2 separate regions of the Mus musculus genome follow, and region 1 is linked to region 2. A link is a contact called in public ChIA-PET data. All regions are on one chromosome and are shown on one strand. The core of a region is the stretch at or near the end of the contact, and the rest is flanking DNA. Distances in the headings are between cores, read along the strand shown. Region 1 holds the start of Fam169b (family with sequence similarity 169, member B). Region 2 overlaps Igf1r (insulin-like growth factor I receptor).

Evidence for each region. ChIA-PET counts read pairs in DNA pulled down with a chosen protein or histone mark.
Region 1: a contact with region 2 is called in an RNA polymerase II ChIA-PET map of memory CD8 T cells, with 3 times the contacts expected there. The contact joins the promoter of Fam169b here to the enhancer-like site in region 2. A contact is called at or near these places in 1 of 15 datasets of contacts at CTCF or cohesin (the NIH/3T3 cell line), 2 of 484 Hi-C or Micro-C datasets (CD4 T cells and nephron progenitors), 8 of 115 datasets of contacts at active chromatin or transcription factors (the SCID.adh cell line, Th17 cells, bone marrow-derived macrophages and 5 more) and 3 of 9 other capture datasets (adipose tissue, liver and pancreatic islet).

What each region holds. Positions count from the first base shown.
Region 1 is chr7:68,274,721-68,277,442 of GRCm38.p6, forward strand. Fam169b (family with sequence similarity 169, member B) reads left to right here and starts at 1,264. Exons shown (of 9, transcript NM_001374636.1): 1 at 1,264-1,321. The coding sequence starts at 1,291. It overlaps Gm16157 (predicted gene 16157), which reads right to left and starts at 1,874. Exons shown (of 4, transcript NR_040340.1): 1 at 1,797-1,874; 2 at 438-617.
Region 2 is chr7:68,188,081-68,190,780 of GRCm38.p6, forward strand. It overlaps Igf1r (insulin-like growth factor I receptor), which reads left to right. Exons shown (of 21, transcript NM_010513.2): 9 at 1,493-1,660; 10 at 1,866-2,070. Among named protein-coding and RNA genes, the nearest start is that of Gm51487, 32 kb to the left of the region's middle. Within about 2 kb of position 1,306, at least 33 of the 459 cell types and tissues checked have an H3K27ac peak or open chromatin away from gene starts, as enhancers often do. A contact at or near this core is called in the SCID.adh cell line, memory CD8 T cells, regulatory T cell precursor and 1 more, where this site is marked.

The sequences.
Region 1 (2,722 bases), core at 14-2,513, 87 kb after region 2:
TACTGAAAGACACTTACAAATACGGCTATATTGTAAAGACACTTTAGGAAGCTGTCTTGAGAAGACCACGCACACCTGGATGTGTCTCATTTCCACCCCTTCCCCTAACACCTATCTTTCTACCACTAACCTTAAATCTATGTTTAAAATCTAATAAACTGTGACTCTTCGACACAACGACTTACTCTGACATTCTTTTTGGCACTGAAGTCAAAAATTCTGGCTTCACCAGAGTGGAAAAGAATTCCCTGCTACACACAGCGCAGAATTGTGTTGTGTCCCCAGTTACCATTGCCCCAAGGCCAGTTGTCAGGATCCCAGATTGTTCTCCAGCTAATGGGCTCAAGCCTTCTTCCTCCCTCGGTCTCCCCAGTAGTTGGGACATCCGGTGTGTTTCCATCAGAGTCGGGTGAAAGGTGAAATTTGAAATCACTCACCGCTGCATCCTCCCAAAGCAACGTTTTGAAACAGCTGTGTATACTGGAGAAGAATTGTCGACCTTGAATATTGCTTTGTCAAATGAGCTCCTGCTTGGCTTTTTAGTAAATCGTAGGCACATTACAGTTTCCAGGAGACTGTTGGGACTCTGAAACCGGCAGAAAAGATTCCTGGATGCCCTGTGTTAGATGTGCGTTTATTACATATTTGCTATTTTTCAGCCAAGCCAAGTTTTTGTTCTTTTTTTTTTTTTTTTTTTTTTTTTGGTTTTTTTTCGAGACAGGGTCTCTCTGTGTAGCCCTGGCTGTCCTGGAACTCACTTTGTAGACCAGGCTGGCCTCGAACTCAGAAATCCGCCTGCCTCTGCCTCCCAAGTGCTGGGATTAAAGGCGTGCGCCACCACGCCCGGCTCAAGCCAAGTTTTTGAAAAGGGTTAATGCAAATGGTTTTTGCACATAGAAGGGAGCGTGGTGGAAAAATCTGTCAGTACAAGCTTGGGGCACGGGGGAGGAGGCTGCTTGCCTGTGTTTATGGTAGTTCAAGAACAGCAACAAACTCACTATTGGCTCAAAAGTCATTCTTTTTGTAGATTAGACTTTGCGGAGTCAAGGTTTGGTTAAAAAAAAAAAAACAAAACAAAACAAAAGGTGGTCCAGTAGTGTGTGTTGGGGGAGTGGGGGCAGAGATAAACGCCCGCAGCAGGAGGCAAAGGAGTGAGAAAGAGAAAGCCTCCGGGGAGGTGGCAGGGCGGGGCAGCCCCTGGGGAACTCTTGGTAGAAAGGTTGGTGGCTCTGGTGGGGGGAGGGGGTGGGGAGGTAGAGGCTTACTAGGTGGCAAACTCCGTACCGGAGCATGGAGGCTGAGGCAGTCCGCGGAGTCACAGGTAAGGGGTGCTGCGGTCCCCACGTAGCCAATCGAGGGCGAAGGACGCGAATGGTAGCGGGCAGAGTGCCGCACACCCGTCGCCACAACAGCTTGGGGTGCAGTGCGAGGCTAAGGGCCTCTCCTCTCTTTCTCTCTCTCTTCCTCGGATTCATATAAGTCCCAGGCTAGCGGGAGCTGGAGGAGGAACCTCCAGAGTTGATAGTCTTAGATGGCTCTGGGCTGGGTCCTCACCCGGGTCTCCGGTTCTGTTTCTCACCCCTCCCCCACAACCCTCAACACCGGCCTTGGGGACCTTGGACCTGGGCTTGCTGGCCAGGCTGGGGAATGAGCTCCGAGGTGAGAGAGAAGTCCGAACAGCAACCCATTCCTACTTTCCAGCAAGGAGGACCCAGGAAGCGCCTGGACCGAGAGAAGTGTCCCGGGAATCCACGCTCTGGGCCAGCCTCTTTGCTGGCTCCAGGGACACAACTCACATGCCTCTTCCCGCCCAGTTTCAGGATTTGAAGATACTTTCTTGAGCCGGCCACCTCTGAGGTCTTAGGGGATGCCATTTCAGGCCTTTGGCTAGACATCCTGGTCACAGGTGGCTGGCTGTGTCGCACGGATAGTCACACTGCACACAGCCCACCTACAGTAAAGTCAATCATGGCAGGGGCGCATTTGAGGCTGGCAGGTAGCCACTCGCTCTTATGACCTACTTTAAACGTTGCAATTGAGTTGTTTTTCTCCTGTTTTCAGGTGCGTGAGATAAGGAGAGATTGTAGCCACTAGCTAATTATATGGATTAGTAAGGATTTAGTTGATCTAGAGATTAAGAAAAGGCTCGTCTTTAATTTTGGAAAGGGAGCTATTTCTCTTTTGTTTTAGTCTTGTGCACTTTTTTTTTTTTCTAGAAAGTTAAGAGTGCTGTTTCCAGTTTACACGCTGGAAGACTGGAATAAAAGTCTTGCTTTTTTGATCTTCCTCATCTACAAAACAGGAGAAGCCCCCTAGGGTTTATTAAGCACAGCAGTCTCTCATTACACTCCCATCTCTACTAGTGGGTCTCTTTCCCCTCCCCTAGAGTGAGCAGGTCCTTCCCCATCTTTGCTTCAGAGAGCTTCCCCTCCCAGGCCCATGTGATGGGAAAAAAAGAATAGTAATTTCATCTTCTGGAAAAGAATCGTTGGCCTGAGACAGTTTATGGCTTTTCCCTGTATGCGCTCCGACCTTTGCTGTGGTTTTGATGGCCACCGGTGGCTCAGATGACACACAGCAGTCTCCCATTTATCATTTCCACATGTGTGAGATCCTAATGGGTTGGAGGCTTGCATAGTTGAACTGTTGCCTGTGCTTTGATAGCTGTTTCCAGAAACAGCTTGAGCAAATCTCGTCTACTGGGGAATCCCTTTCTTTTTAG
Region 2 (2,700 bases), core at 56-2,555:
AAGTGCTTGGGACCGATAGTGACGTACTTAGTCCATCATGTGCCTCTGCTTCATCTGGGAAACTTGTCATTGAAATACCTAGTAAGAAACTGTTTTGGAAATACTTATTGAAAACGCTCACGGGACCAGGCATCAAGTGCTTGTCTTCTCTGCATCAGTCTTGGTCTTCCAACGTGTTGTCCCTCAGTGGTTCTCAGAGCCTTGAGCACCGCATACATCCTAACAGCCCTCTGTCCATTCGCTTCCTGTTGGTGTGGTGGTATATGACCTGGCAAGGAAAGGATTTGACTTCCACATCAGGATCACAGTCTGCCGTTAAGGAAGCCAGGGTAGAAACTCCAGCAGAGACAGGAACTTTGGAGAAGCACTGGCTTGCTCCCAGTGGCTTGCTCAGCCTGCTTTCTTAGAGACCCCAGGACCACCAGCCCAGAGGCCTCCTCACCACAATGAGCTGGGCATTTCCTCCACCAACCATTAGTTAAGAAGATGCCCTGCAGGCCTGCCTTACAGCCTGATCATACTGAGCCATCCTCTCAGTTGAGGTTTTTTTCTGTCAGATAGGTTGTGCCAAGTTGTCATAAGACTGACCGGTACAAGCTTGTTTTCACCTTTCAGATTCAAAAACAGCTTGGTTGGACCTTATTCTTAAGTGTCATAACCACGGTTCTGTCTCTTGCACTTTGGAAACTGCCAAAACCAGTGGGCCTCATTCTTTGCCATGTGCATGTGTGTGTGTTGGGGATGGGGTGCGCTTCGGCTGTGGTATCTCTTTTGCTATGGTGAGGACACAGCAGTGGTCCTGGGATGTTTTCCTTTTTACGTAAGTTAGTTCTACTTTTGAGCCTGGGCATCAGTAGTATGTAAGCCTCCGTCGTTTTGTTAAACTCATTTGCTTGTAACAGGACTTTGCATAGAATCAGGGCTCAGGCGTACTGGCTTTCCTGAATCATGACTTGCTTACAAGATCTGTGAGTCCCTGCTCCTTGTTTCACAGTCCTTTCACCCAGGCACATAACCACCCCACACACTGTCCATCCCCCACTCCCACTCTTCATTTTGGCTCCCTGTCATGTTTATCAAGTTTTTATCAGAGATTAAAACTTGCAATCACAGGTGAAGTACTAAGCCGTCCAATTTGCCATTTCCTAATACACACCGGAGAATGACAGTTGTCATAACTGAATCAACTCTAGGTTTTTTTTTAGAGTCCCCTTTAACCCCAGCTATGCCCTCGTAGCCCCTTCAGTCCCAGGTCAGTGAGCCATGTGTGTTTGCACATAGATTATCTAAGAGCAAGTGCTCTGAGAGAGGGCTGGCCTCCCAGTTGGTAATCTTTCCAAAGCTCTGGTTCACCTCATGCTCTGGTTGGTCCGTTGCTATCTCTGTGCCCAGGTCAAGCCTGCAGCTTCCTGTTGGTTTGCATCGAGCCCCTGATAACCTCAACCTCGGATTCCGGTCTATTCTCTGAAATGTTCTTTGTTCTTCTTTCCAGTCCCTTCCATTCCCCTAGATGTCCTCTCAGCATCAAACTCTTCCTCTCAGCTGATTGTGAAGTGGAATCCTCCAACTCTGCCCAATGGTAACTTGAGTTACTACATTGTGAGGTGGCAGCGGCAGCCCCAGGATGGTTACCTGTACCGGCACAACTACTGCTCCAAAGGTGAGCTGGGGGCTGGCAGGCAGCAGGCAGGCAGTGCCACTGGCCTTGTCTGTTGTCTGAGAGAACCTGAGCCCCAGGGTCACACCTGTCACGTTGCAGGGCTTGCTTCTCAGCAGTGCACACCAGCACCCCTCCCCTCCACCAGCAATGCTAACAGGCACTTCCTGCATGGCTTTCATTCCCATCTCTGGTCTTCCCCAAGCAGACAAAATACCCATCAGAAAGTACGCCGATGGTACCATCGACGTGGAGGAGGTGACGGAAAATCCCAAGACAGAAGTGTGTGGTGGTGATAAAGGGCCATGCTGCGCTTGCCCTAAAACTGAAGCTGAGAAGCAGGCTGAGAAGGAGGAGGCTGAGTACCGTAAAGTCTTTGAGAATTTCCTTCACAATTCCATCTTTGTGCCCAGGTGAGTGTGCCCTTTGGAAAGGCTACATTTGATGCCTTAGGCTGTGCATGCTCCCATCTGCCCCACGCGGAGCAGCTCCTGTTGGTTGGCAGGCTGCTGGGCTGCTATTGCAGTCAGCTGACAGGAGGCGCTGCTGTTTTGGCTTTTACCCATGTTCCCCTCTGTGTCATGTCTGTTTCTTTGAATTTAAAGACCTGAAGACAGGAAACAAATCAAAAGGTGCTTTAAAAACTGGATGCAGTGACCTCTATCCTCACTAACTTACTGTCTGTTTGAGTCTTGGGTCTCAGACCTACATTCTCCAACACCAAACCTCCGTCCCTTCATTGGGTTATCTATGTGGAGCATTCCACCTGAACCAACACTCAGTAAGAGTAGCCATGAGAGTGGCCAGGTATGGAGCGTCCCAAAGAGGCCAGGCAGAGGTCCTCCCATACCCACCCCTATACTGGGTGTCAGTCAAATCCAGGACTCCTGTAGGCATGGCCAGAGGTTTAGGTCGTTCTTTCATTGTTGCTAACAAATTGCGTGATGCTTAGTGGTGTGCATAGCTCAACAGTTTTAAAGTTAGAAGAACAAGGAGCCAGTGTGGCTTTTGTTGATGAAGGCATCTTTGGGTGTGTCGCATGG